Regions from separate parts of the Sus scrofa genome. Here region 1 is linked to region 2. The links are chromatin contacts, called in public Hi-C maps. All regions are on one chromosome and are shown on one strand. Each heading gives the region's core, a stretch centred on a gene start, on an enhancer-like site or on the middle of the called end of the contact. The rest is flanking DNA. Distances are from core to core; before and after follow the strand shown. Region 1 has its middle 620 kb from the start of KCNJ2. Region 2 has its middle 850 kb from the start of SOX9.

The links. Hi-C and Micro-C count contacts between places; a contact is called where the count stands out from the background.
Region 1: a Hi-C map of liver shows a contact between it and region 2, with 5 times the contacts expected there. The contact joins two enhancer-like sites. A contact is called at or near these places in 2 of 47 Hi-C or Micro-C datasets (liver and skeletal muscle).

Annotation. Positions count from the first base shown.
Region 1 is chr12:9,728,525-9,735,479 of Sscrofa11.1, forward strand. No RefSeq gene overlaps it. Among named protein-coding and RNA genes, the nearest start is that of KCNJ2, 620 kb to the right of the region's middle. Within about 2 kb of position 4,352, at least 1 of the 83 cell types and tissues checked has an H3K27ac peak or open chromatin away from gene starts, as enhancers often do. A contact at or near this core is called in liver, where this site is marked.
Region 2 is chr12:9,494,770-9,501,552 of Sscrofa11.1, forward strand. No RefSeq gene overlaps it. Among named protein-coding and RNA genes, the nearest start is that of SOX9, 850 kb to the left of the region's middle. Within about 2 kb of position 3,367, at least 5 of the 83 cell types and tissues checked have an H3K27ac peak or open chromatin away from gene starts, as enhancers often do. A contact at or near this core is called in liver, where this site is marked.

The DNA of each region.
Region 1 (6,955 bases), core at 3,102-5,601, 230 kb after region 2:
GGAAGCGTTGTCAACAATTGGTAGCCATTCATAAAAGCTTAATGGACAATGAGCATCACCTCTCAAGTTTGCCTAAAGATCTTACTACCAACCTGAAAATGGGCTGTTTTCTCCTTCAAGAGAGCTTGCCAACTCTTAGATATATGGACTTGACATTGGCTATGGTTTATATGAGTTCTTAGAAGAAATCACCAGCCAGGGGCCATTCCCTCCTTGTAGATTACGAAAGAGAGGCTGGTTTTGCGGGAGATGAACCCAACGGTTAGGTACCTCTGCTCTTTCCTCTGCATGCTCTTGTCAAACCTCACCCTTGATGCGATGACATAGGTATCATCTGGCAAAGATGCCCACACCTGCTCTCCAGGAGAGAGGAGTTGCGTTCTCTCTGGGCAGTCCTCAGCTACAAGCTTGTCTTATCTTCACACACCACCATCCTGACCCTGTGGGACGAGGAATATTGACGGCGCTGGGTACTGGTAAAGGCAGCGTTCCCCTCTCCAGCTGATAACAGGCAGATGCATGAATTGGCCTTTTCAGCCAACCTCATGGTGTCCAGCCAGAGCTTATCTTCAGTTTTAAGGAAGGAAAAGCTGAAGTTGGCTAAAAGCATTTCTTTATTCTCTCTTCCCTTGATATCCTATAAGTCACCAGGGGAGCTGAATATTGCAAAATCCTGTCATGAAACAGCAGGCTGATAAACTGAAAAATAAAAACAGATGTGGAGCAGAGAAGGCTTCTGGACATTTGTTTCTTGCTTTGGACCGGTTCAAGCACTGGGACTCTTTAACCCCACTCCCACTTGGAAAAAATCTAATATTTCCTCTGCTTCTGATGATCACAACCCTTGGATAATTCGCATCTTTGGGTAATCACCTCTCCCACATTGAAGTCAAAATAAAGTGATGGGAAAATGCAAAATAAAAATAATAAGTGACATTTATTGCATGCGTATGTGCCAAACACTCTGCAGGCAATATTTCATTTAAACAGAGAGGGGGCAGAGAACAAACACTATAGAGTTAGAAGGCCTGGAGTCAAATCCTAGCTCTAGCTCTTGCTAGCTGAGGAGCCTGAGCAAGTTACTCTGCTCATATTTGTCTGTTTCCTCATCCGTGCAAGGGGAATAGTAATACTTAAATATCTCCCTCTTTAGGAGTTAACATTTGTCAGTCTCTTGAAACAGTGTCTGTACCACCCTCCACCAGTGTAAACTATGAATCTTATTATAATGCAATGAACTAAGGTGGGGTCTTTTGTTGTTGTCCTGTTTTGTTTTGGCTGTGCCCATGGCACGTTCAAGTTCCCATACTAGGGATTGAACCCACCCCACAGCAGTGACCCAGCTGCTGCCGGGACAACACTGGATCCTTAACCTGCTGCCCCAGAAGAGAACTCCTGAAACAAGTAATCTTAACAATCATCATATTTCACATGAAGAGCTGCATCTCAGTGAGACCAAGTCACATGTGAACTAGTATGCAGAACTGGAATTAAAAGCCCTCGCCTGTTGGGTTTCAAAGCCTAAGTACTCCACTCCAGTACCACATAGAACTTTCTGGACAAACCACAATGGAGATGTCACCAATCTGGGAAGATCACAGCGATTTCTTTATATGTGTGGGTGAAGTGTATAACGCAGGCACCAATCCCTGAGGCTTTACACGTGCAGATTCAGATGCGACTTCTACAGATTTCCCTCAACCTTCTACCTGCTGCATAAAAACAGGACTGCTGCTATTTTCTTATGATGTGAGGGTTAGAAATGGCATCAGCTTTGCAAAGGAACTAATGTCGAAGTTCCTTAAGAGTGGAAAAAAAAGTGCATCCTGTGGACAGACACCCTGGAGAAGGTGGAGACTGTGCCTTCACCAGGGATCTCTGCGCCACTAGAGATTCCATCACGCAGGAGTCAATTGGCCACAAGTGACAGAAGACCCGACTCATAACGGACGAAATATAAAGCACACACGATCTTGTCTTATTCTCGAGAATTCTTGAGAGAGGATGTTTTCAGGGTTTCGTAGTGTAGTAACCCAGGGATATTCATTCAGTAACTCAAGGATTTCCACGCTTTTCCTTTACCGCTCTTGGCACTTTTCGTTTTAGTCCCAGTCTTGTCTTTATACAGTAGTACGATGGTTGGGACGTCAGCCTGATTTGTGGCAGGGCCCTTGACCTCCCTGACTGCCCGCTTAGCCACGTGACTCCTTTCTGACCACTGATGGAAGAAAGTGACAGAGGCAACTTTCAGAAGGAACTGTTCTTGCCATTTTCCTCCGTCCTTCATACCCTCATTGAGGAGAGTAGAATAGCAATCTGTGAGCAGCTCAGGTTCAGGATGGAAGGATATAGGCTATCAGCCCTAAATTGCTAACTGTCACCTAAATGAAAGTGACAATTTCATCTCATTTAAGTAACCACTACTTTGGTTCTCTGCTACTTGCATCTCAGGCGATCTAACGGTAGGGTAGGGTCCTGGGTAGTTTCCCCAATAACCCACATTCAACACGGCAGCTGTAATGATGGCTCAAGTATAAATCGGTCAGTTTTACTGTCCATGGCTGCTGTCGCTTTCATTGCACTGATATATGATGCTTACTTTCTATCATGCCCTACTTCTCTTCTCTGCATTTACCATATGTCAGCAATCTGATTGCTGTCCTGTTTCCCTGGAGGAAAAAACAAGCTACAATAAAAATGTATCCACACTTTAGGGCCTTATGTGTCCTATTCTTTTTCTCTGTCCTCTCTTCCCAAAGGCCTTCTATAGTCACCTTCTTTTAGGGACTTCAGCTACCCTATCCTACATGAGGTCTTTCCTGGCCATCCTTTCGTAACACTGCTTTGTTAGCTCAAGGCTCTTAACAGTATCTGAAATTTTTCTTTTCTAGATATTTGGCTACTTATTTATTATATGCATTTCACTATAGAATGTAAGCTCCAGGAGTTCCGTTGTGGCTCAGCAGTAACGAAACCGACTCGTGTCCATGAGGATGCAGGTTGGATCCCGGCCTTGCTCAGTGGGTTAAGGATCCGGCATGGCTGTGACCTGCTGTGTAGGTTGCAGACACAGCTCGGATCTGGCATTGCTGGGGCTGGGGCGTAGGCCGGCAACTACAGCTCTAATTTGATCTCCAAGCCTGGAACTTCCCTATGCCACTGGTACAGCCCTAAAAAGAGAAAAAAAAAAAAAAAAAAAAAGTAAGCTCCAGAAAAGAAAAGACCTTATATTATATACTTGGTCATATGAGTCTTGTGAAAGCACAGCTTTATGTAGTTTGTATTTTCTCCAGCTTTTAGTGTAATTTTCTGGATCTATTTTCATGCCATTCCATAAGTATTCAGATTGCTTGAGGGTGCCTGTTGGCTGGAGTCTTATTCATAAATGATTTTTGTGTTCCCCCCTTGCATGTGATTAAGATTTCCAATAGACGATGCTTAAGTCACTGTAGTAATCAGAAACTAAGAGAATTTTAAAATAAAATCGTAAAGAAACTTAGAATGATTAGGAGAAAAGCAGCTAGTTGGGAGAATAAACATCCCAAAGGATGTCTAATTTGGTTGAAAATAACCAGGATCTACTGCGTGACGCTGGGAAAAGATTACTGAAGTTCTTGACTCCTGGCTTAATTTGCAGTCTGACCTAAGGGAGGCTGTTAAAGTTCCCATAAGTTGGATGGACACTTTCTAATAAATACCTTGAGAATCTTAAGATACAGCAGTTTTAAGCCAACACGGGAGAACTCTTCTGTATGTTTTCAGTTACCTTTCAAAATTAAAAACAGCTCTGTCTCCAGTGCACTTGTTTTGTTTGAGTGTGAAAACACTCCCAGCAAGTGCCTGCATGAAGGCAAGATAATAACTTGGGAAGTGAGAATTAAAAAAAAAAAAATCACTTTGTCTTTATCTGCATAATGGCAATCTATCAATTGGACTGATTTTTAAAAATCAATCTGGTTATTAACAGAACTTGAAAGTAACATTTCAAAAACGTTTCCTTTTCTTTATCCACTCATTTGACAACTGTTTTGTGTCCACATGCTGTGCGATGGGCAACGTGGAGTTTATAGCTTCAGTATTTGGATGATGAAAGGATAAAGGGATAGAACAAGAAAAGTAGTCCCTTGGAAATTTTGCATGCCTGCATTAAGTCACCCACGTCTATAGATGTTCCCTGCCAGCTTTCTAATGTTTCAAGCCTGTTTTCACTCGATTATTTTTCTCTAAGCAGACTGAACCTTAGAAATCAAATAATGACATACTTCCTAGAAGAAAAAAAAAAAAGTTTCCTCAAATTACTTCAGCGGACTTCCGCTGATGTTTTATTTTCAATAAACCTCGAGGCAAATAGCCACTTTCGAACTTTGCACTTTGCCCTCCGAGTTTCCCAACCTGGCGAAAGATCAATACCAGAGTCAAAAGTGTTAGCAAAAATGAAAATGATATGCACAAATTGTTATTTATACAAGTCTCTGATTTTGTTTACTGAGTTTAATATAAACTTTGTCTTTTGATTAAAAGCAAATGTGCAAGTTCTCTGCAGGGACCTGCTGTTCTAGATGATTATATCTTGGGGGGACGAAAAAGAACTGCAAAGGGCAAGAATTAACGGAGAAAGGCAGATCCCTAGCAGGAATTCCTTCAGTATTAAATAGCAGAAGATAATGACTAGGCTACGTGCGTACATGAACAGAAAAGGGAAAAGATCACTAAAAACAAGGTTTTACTTATTAAGGTCCTCAGAAATAAATCGCATTCAAAACAGTTGGTGTTGTGTAGTCCAATTAATAAAAATGATTGTCATTTTGAATTAGTTATTCTACTTCTTGAAATTTACCACATGAAATAATTTTTTAAAAAAGCACACACAGATAACACCTTTGGTGGTTGTAGCATTTTATTCCTTATTGAAATTGCAATGTTAAAAGTAAAAAAAAAAATTATAGTAAGAAAGTAAACAGTGCTCATATTTAAGTATTTTTAGAAGATAAATCCGCTTAAACTATTTTATAGGTTATTGAATTAACTGAGAAAGTTACCAATGAAATCAGGTATGTGAAAAGAGCAGGGTTATTCCTAAAACTCGATGTCAATGTGAGGGACCATGTGTAAAATTACAAATTACCTATAGATGAATATATACAAATTAATTGGCCTCTTTATCTGGTATTGCATCCATAGACAGTTTTCATTTTTCTTGCAATGTGGTTTTGTTTAAAATTTTTTTCTCAAAGAATAGACATTGCTTTTATAATAGGGCAGTAATGGTTAAAATGGGAGCTAAGCTGTTTACATTTATTTCTAGACACAAAAGGAAAATGTATTGAATTTATCAAGACTTTGTATATTTTATAGTAGACAATAGGCGCATATGGCAATGAATCCCACTCTCTTTTGTTTCCTTCTTCTTTTCAGGGTTGCCCCTATCAAGAGAGTAGACCTTACCTACTACATTAAAAATATCAGTAAATACCCATGATAGATTCGAGTTTGACTCTAAACAGTGCTAGGAATTTAGGAGTTTATAGTTCTTGTCCTCAAGGAGTTTCCTATCTTATGGGTAAAAGAGATTTACTATTTGAAGTGTTCTCAAAATAATCAATGGGGAATTAGTGAGGCCTTAATCAATTGCATTTTCAGTTTCCTGAGTTTATTCCTCTTCTCCTTCGAAGTTAAAACTTAAGAGAGGGGCAGGGTCTTATAGAATTAAATAACAAAAACAAATAAAGTAACACTACAATTAAGTTTATTACACTGTATTTATGAAGCTCAAATTAAGTTCTTTAAAATGCGGACATGAAATATGTGCACTTTCTATTTGACTTTAGATGTTAGGAAATGAAATTAAAACATCTGATTATGTCCTTTAGCACATGTTTAGAAATGTCATTGAAAATAAAATACTGTAGATACTTACAATGCAGCACAACAATGGGAGAAAAAATTATGTATACATGTGTGTGTCACTGGGTCCCCATGCTGCAGAGCGGGGGAAGAAAAAGTATGTTGGGCAAAATAACAATGAAAAATAAATTTAAAAGAAAAGAAAATATTAAATCAAATAAAAGTTCAATCCCAGCCCAGAGCCAGTTTAAGCACAACCCACTATCAAATATTTGGTGATTGATTTGTAGCCAATATAGGAATGTTGTAACCCAGTGCAAAGAAGTCCTTTATAAGTGACTCTTCTGTATTATGCCCTCAGGTCCTATGTTTATACATCCTCTTCATGCATGCTCTAACTTAAAACAAAAAAATAAAGACTAATGAAAAAAATTGAGACAAAATAAAAATTAGTGAAATATGCTCAATATCTGTAAGTAATTAAATATCGCATTGGTTCCTTGGAATTTAGCAGGCAAGAGATCATGTTTCACTCCATTAATGTGTTCTTTTTACTACCCAGTATAGGAAACAAAGAATGGGAACCAGTTCCCAGATTTACATTTTGATAAACTCATAGCATCCTTTCGAGTAAGATAGTCTTCCATCATCAATTTTTTTTTTTAATCCAAGAGTGCATCTTAATGATGCCAAAAGAAATTTAACTTGCACCTGAAATAGAAACAACTGGTTGACTGATCAGTTTTATCACTAGCGTAGAACAAAGAATGCTTGCCCTCTGACAATTTCAGAATAAGCTATCACAGTGTTCCTTTGCATGGGACTTCACAGGAAATGATAGTAAGATACTTAGCAATCTACTAGAAGGAGATAAGTGTCTTTATTAGCTTAGTTGTCATATTTTACTTTCAGTTTACATATACGTAGGCAAGTTTTACTGCCCAGTATCTTAATGATAAGAAAAAAAAAAAAAAGAGAAAGTTTCACTGTTTCTATTTTTCTGTGTAAAAAGCAGTAACAATGAACGCCCCATTTTTTAGTATTGCTTTGCCTCTTGCTGGAAAGGAAAGTTGTAATTACAAGCATGCAATGGAGACATAAAAGCCTTCCC
Region 2 (6,783 bases), core at 2,117-4,616:
ATGAGAATGTGGGTTCAGTCCCTAGCCTTGCTCAGTGGGTTAAGGATCCAGCATTGCCCTGGGCTGTGGTATAGGTTGCAGACGCAGCTCAGATCTAGCATTGATGTGGCTGTGGCATAGACTGACAGCTACAGCTTGGATTCAGCCCCTAGCCTGGGAACCTCCATATGCCATAGGTGTGGCCCTTAAAAATACATACATAAATAAATATATAAGTAAATGAATAAAAATAAAATTTAAAATGAAGTAATATGATTACCTACTTCATTGGATATTATGAGAATGTTACTAAACATTAAATTTAGTTATAATGTATGCACAATACTTCAAAGAACACCCAACACATTGTAAGATGATTACTGTTATAGAATTTAATTTTGTTGATTTTTCAGGAACTCTCCTTTTTTTGAATGCACTATTTAAATACATTTTAATATTATAGGCTGCCTTAAACGTATCCTGAAGGCAGATTATGTGCATTATTTTTACAAATAACAAGTATTAATCTCTTCTAACAATAAAATCACAGTTTATATTTAGTAGATTCAACTTAGAATTATAGAAAATGGGAGTTCCCGTCGTGGCGCAGTGGTTAACGAATCCAACTAGGAACCATGAGGTTGCGGGTTCAATCCCTGCCCTTGCTTAGTGGGTTAACGATCCGGCGTTGCCGTGAGCTGTGGTGTAGGTTGCAGAGGCGGCTCGGATCCCACGTTGCTGTGGCTCTGGCGTAGGCCGGTGGCTACAGCTCCGATTCGACCCCTAGCCTGGGAACCTCCATATGCCGCGGGAGCGTCCCAAGAAATAGCAAAAAGACAAAAAAAAAAAAAAAAGAATTATAGAAAATGATAAAAATAAATAAAAATCCCCCAGAATTCTCCTGAATAAAATACAGCTTTTTTGTATGTTTCTTTTAGCCTCTTTCTCAAATATTTTCTTATCGGAGTTTAATTTTATTATGTATCCTTATTTTTCTCAATTGCAATATGTAAAAACATTCTTAAGTTATTAAATATTCTTAGGAACATGATGTTTAAGGTCTGGATAAAATACCATGATATAACTTAACCATTAATGTACCCAACAGGTGATAAAAACTAAACCATTAAGGTACCCAAACCATGAATGTATCCCCCCAAGTGGGTTATAACAATGTAACCCAATTCATTATAAGTGAATTGAAAAAGAAATTAAAGTTGCAACTTCAAGTAAGAAAATGATGCGGCATTTTCTGCTCATGGTTGAGTCAAATGACTACTTTCTACTATTGGCCTCCTTTCTTCTCTTGCCCTGAGTAGTTCTGGAAACAGAAGGCAGCATTTTCAGCTTCCCCTGACTCTCCAGATCACCAGGCTCTCAGGCTTCTGGTCACTCAGTTCTTCTCCACTCCTGTGAAGAAATTTCTATTGGGCAAATCTTGCTCAATAACCCATATTTGAAGGTCCAAATGCAGCACAATGCTGAAAAACTCAGGGCCCTGAGCTTTGTCTGCCTCTTACCCAGAAAGGAGTTATTTCTCTTTCCTTTACTCTTCAGAATCTAGGCTCAGGATTTCGAGTTTTCCCTTAGTTGTCCCAGTTTCCCATTGATCTGTTTAAAGAGCTACCCAAAGAGATTTCGATAGGGGTGGGCAAGAACTTATCTTTTCTAGATGTTTCTGTTTTGTTTTTGTTTTTGTTTACCCTTCACCTTACTAGGCAGATACAGATTGAAAAATACGTTTCCTAGACTCCAAATGTCAACATGCATTCTTCGTGTCGTGCTAGCTCTAGAAAATATTGATAAAAAAAGCATAATCCTGGTATCCTTACTAACCTAACAGTTACGTAACACTCACGTACGATGAGAGCTCTGATAGAGCTGGATGCAGCAGGCAAAGATGTGCAGAGATGTCTTCACTTTCCTCGGGCTGTCAAAGTTTGCTTCACAGACCTTGGTCCTGCTTAGGTTGTCCATGGAGGGTGCTGTCGTAGATACAGCCCACGCGATGTGGTGTGGTTTCCAGCGCTGCCAGCCTGGGTGGGTCAACATCTAGAAAGCGTGTTTGTCCTTCCTGCCCAGTCTGGCATGGATGCTCTTGGTCAAGTGGCCCTCCTGGATGGTTCTTCTCAGGTGGTAAGCCAGGAACCAGAACCCCTCTGTTAATACACATGCTGTCTCCTAGGAATATGAGGGCTTCCACCGGCCCTTCTGTATCTTACTGGCAAACAGGCATCTATAGAGATTATGAGAGATGATAAGAGAGGTTTAGGAGGGCCAGTCTTGACAATAGTTCTGCCTACGTTGTTCTGGCCAGAACTCAGTCATGAGGAGATATGGCTGTGGGCCCGTGAAATGAAGAGAAGTGATGGCGTATATACTTAGCAGAATTTCTGCCACAGAGGTAGAGTATATACTCAAACAATAGGCAGGGTGGGTTATTGTACACAAAATTATACCTGTTCAAATGAATTTGCAATTTGAGTAATAAAAACTTAGGATCAGGCTAAAAACAAAGGGCTGTGTCCACAGTGACTTGATGCATACTTGACATTTCTATGGTTTGGGTCTGGTTTTTTGTTTTTTTTTTTCTTTATGTATGGATCTGTCTGGAATTCATTTGATTTGTTTAAGTTTTCCTTTCTGGAAAAGAGTTTGAGGTCACTTTCTCAGAACCAAACATGCTGATGACTTTTCTATATGATCCCAAGTTTGCGGATTCTCTAAAATATATGTTGAAAGTCCTCTGAGTTTAGTGCTCAATAGAACACAGGGTTGATCTTATTTATGCAAATGATTCATCAACCTATTATTGATGACGTGTCTAAGAGACCATATAGACTCCCAAGGAAATGAGAAAAAGACAGAAAATAATGTTGTATCTGCAAATAATATGGGAGAGTATAAAGATGCATTAGAAGTTGTCCGTCCTGTCAAGGGCTTTTAGTTTAGACGATACTCCTTTATTCCAACTTTCCATAAATTCAGGAGTTCAGAATAACATTAAGATGTGTAATCATTAAGAGTCGACACGCGAAGCCTGCTTCTTCCTTTCGAAGGTCGTCGTTCCTGGCAGATTTGCCAAAGGGATAGGGAAGTCTGTATAGGTAATCTATTTTTCTTTTTCCTGGGTGATAGAGCATGTAATTCATGATTTAAGGAACAAGGGCAAAGTCTAGCTGTCTGTGTTCTGGCCTCTGGGGTTAAAATCAAGGTCTCTAACGCTGCTTTCATCAAGGGTGGTGTTATGTTTTTCGAGGTGAGACCTGGGAAGAGGTGGTGGATGGTTAATATTTCAGAAAGGTAGCAATTACCTGATAACAGCAAGCAGCGTGGACTGAGTCTTGTTACCGCTCATTTCGGAGGTGCCAAGTCTGCCGTGGACATTGCCGTCATTATGGCTTCAATCGGCTGAGGTCACCTTGGTTCATGTGTTTTATACATTGGTAGCCTTCTCCTTATTACTTGCCAAACAAACCTTTTTATTTTTGCACACGTTTATGTTGATTTTGTGGTTTCTGAAATTGGATTCTGGCTCCTGGAGGCCCGAGTTTCCACAGCAACTGGAGGCCTTATCTGCTACTGGTTCTTGGCAGGCAGACAACTAGGTCTTTCAGTTTACTTTGGCCTTTTTTTTTTTTTTTTTTTTTTTTTTGCTTTTTTAAAAACTTTTTCTTCTCCCCTCTTTTTCCTACACCCTGTCATTTAGGCATCACATAATTAATTGCGTATATCCTGTGCCACATGCAATTGCCACAGCTTTGAAGTCCCAATAGATCATTTTATAGAGCAGTGGGTGCCATTTTAAAAGAGAAAAATTAATCAAGACTTGGCGCCAGGACACGGCGGTGGAGATTTTCGCATATCCTTCTCCAGGTATGATAAAGAAACCTGGGCACCCTCTGTTTCTTTTTCCGCATTTCCTTTCCAAACTGGCCTTTTCAATCTATAGGAAAGACCTCAGGACTGGGTTTGTTATTTTTCTCTCTGGAGCTAATTCCTTTTCCAAAACCAGCATGAACTGCCTCATTTGGTGCTGAGGTGAGGTTTGCTTTTTTCCTTGCAAATTGGAAAAAAAAAAAAAAAAAGTCTGATTTAGCATCGTGTCACTTGGAGGCTGCTACTGGTCCAGGCAAGAGCGGAAAAAACAACAGACAAACAAGAAAAAAAAATATACTGACCCTCTTAGTGAGACGCTATTAAAGTTTAGCAACAATAAATGATCTCATCACCTTCTTCATGTTTAAAAAAATAATAAATGTAATCATTTGCTTCGGCGAAAAGAACAAATTTGTTGGAGTAGACTCTCAGCCTCTGTATGAAAAGGATACATTGACTTTGGAAAGCAGAAATGTATAGAAAATAGACAGGTTTGTTTCAGAGTTTAATTAGTTTTCACTTTAGTTTATGGAGAGAAAATGTATGAATATATATGGGTGTGTATACCTGTGTATTTATCTCATTGGCAGAGTTGGTCTCTTCGTAGGGGAAACATACCTAAACAATGACTTCTCGAGGAAAAAAAGGCAGCCCCACTTGCTTCACAAAGGAGATGTCGCTTGATTCTTTTCTGTTCCAGATAAAAGTTCCATGTTAGTAGAATTTAGTCTCTGTTACAGATAAAAGTTCCATGTTAGTAGAATTCAATCATCAGTATAACTTTGTTTTCATTTTCTTCTTCCTGTTAGCATCTTTGAATTCCTTGCTCTATTTCATGATATACCCACTAGACTGATTCTATATGTAGAATCTTTCCATTACATGAAATTTCTCTAAACACTTTGCCCATTCAGACTAATTTGCCTAGTGTCCCATTGCCTCAGGGAATTTATTCTTCCTGCCAGAGCAAATATGAGAAACAAATTTTTTCTTTATTCGTGTTTGGCTTTGGATCTTATGATGGAGACTGCAGCTCAAACCATTTTTAGAAAAGACCTTTATGGCCAATTTATCTAAAGAACCACACCTTCAATCTACCTCTCCAACTCCCATCTATTTTTATAATCTCTTTTTTTTATGTTTATATCATGTTAGGTGTTTCTTTATGTACTTAGGTATTGATTATTTTTTTCAGTTAGGTTGGGTGGCTGTTTTATTCTCTATTATGTCTATAAAATAGAGAGTAATTCATTGATGAATTTATTTAAGAATTGTTCAAGTCCCGACTATAGCAGGTAATGCAAAAGGTCCTTGGGAATATAGTGACAAAGAAAGTGACCATAACCTCTTGCCATCAAATTGTCTATTTTCTAAGATAGAAAACTCTGGAAGAATAAAGGTGAGTCAGAACATTATTGTACTTAATAAATCCTAGGGCATAATGTTTACAAAGTGTCGCGGGCTGCTAGTGTCTTTGAGGAAGAGGAAAAGCTTAAAGGAGAATGTGATACCTAAGTAGAAACAGGACAAGCAAATAATACTCACTACTGTAGAATTTGAGGAAGGACTTTCAGGTGTAGGGGGTAGCATTCCTAAAGCCTCCAAACCTAAATGTTAGGGAGAATAGGACATCCTGGGACCCCTTCAGAGTGCAGGAAAGAATGCTAATGCACGGGGCAATGAGCTAAGGAGTGAAAAGTCCTTTGATGCCATCCATGCCCAGGGGACCAGACCCTTTGAATCCATTAAGCAAGGGTAAGACATGGTCAGATTTTTATTTTGTAAATTTGTCAACAAAGGCTGGCTTGAAAGAAGAAGATTCTAGCAGCATGGAAAAGAGTAAGGGGTATGGGGAGCTCATTCAGGAGAGCCAACATGACAGTAAGGATCCACTACCAAAGTGGCTGTGGAGAAAGGAAGTGTATACATGTAGGAATGATTTAGGAGGCCTTCATTAGATATGATTTAAGGGACCTTGTTAGAGAGGAGACAACAGGGAATCTTATGGCTTTAGAGGCCTGGAGAGACAGTGTCTACTCTATTTCCATTAAGAGATTCTTTCGAGAATCATATTAGGTAATGCATACTCAAATTGTTTTTTAAAATCAAACACAATATTAAAACACAGGGAAAATCAACAGGGACCTACCTGCTGTACAGCCCAGGGAACTCTACTCTGTATTCTGTGAAAGCTATATGGGGAAAGAATCGGAAAAAGAATGGATCCGTGTACATGGATAACTGAACCATTTTGTGGTATAGCAGAAACTAACAACACAACGTTGTTTGTCCACTCTATTTCAATGAAACTTTTAAATATGGAAAAAAATAAAGCATAAGGAAAAAAGTTATAGGACTTTTTATACAATGAGACTGCCATCCTGTTAATAAAGAAACTGTCTTGATGGCTTAGAGCCGGGAAGCAAAGGTGACATTTGAAAAGGCTGTTGCGATATAAAGACATGTGCACATGGCCTTTCTCAATCAAATACAGATATTTAATTCCTAAGTCATGTGCAAGTAGCTAACCACGTTTTAATCTTCAACCTTATTTCATCCGCATAGCAGATTACACCCTAGTGGATAACAAGCTTATAGGAAAAAAAAGACATGGATTTGAAATTGGCTAAGTAATTTGCAGTTCAAGCGGAATCCTTCGAAAGTGAGAAGGTCCAGTGTTAATATCACCAGGGCAGTAGGTACAGACACATTGTGATGCATGATCACTCTGTGGGTATTATTCTTCATAGCTAGACGGCGAAGTATCATTAGGTTGGTTAATATGTGTGATGGTCAGTTTTACGTGCCCAGATATGCGGTTGAACATATTTCTCTGTGTGTGTGTGTTTGGAGGGGGGTATTTCTAGATGAGACGAACAGTTGAGATGGTAGACAGGATAGAGGGATTGCTCCTGTCCCTGTGGG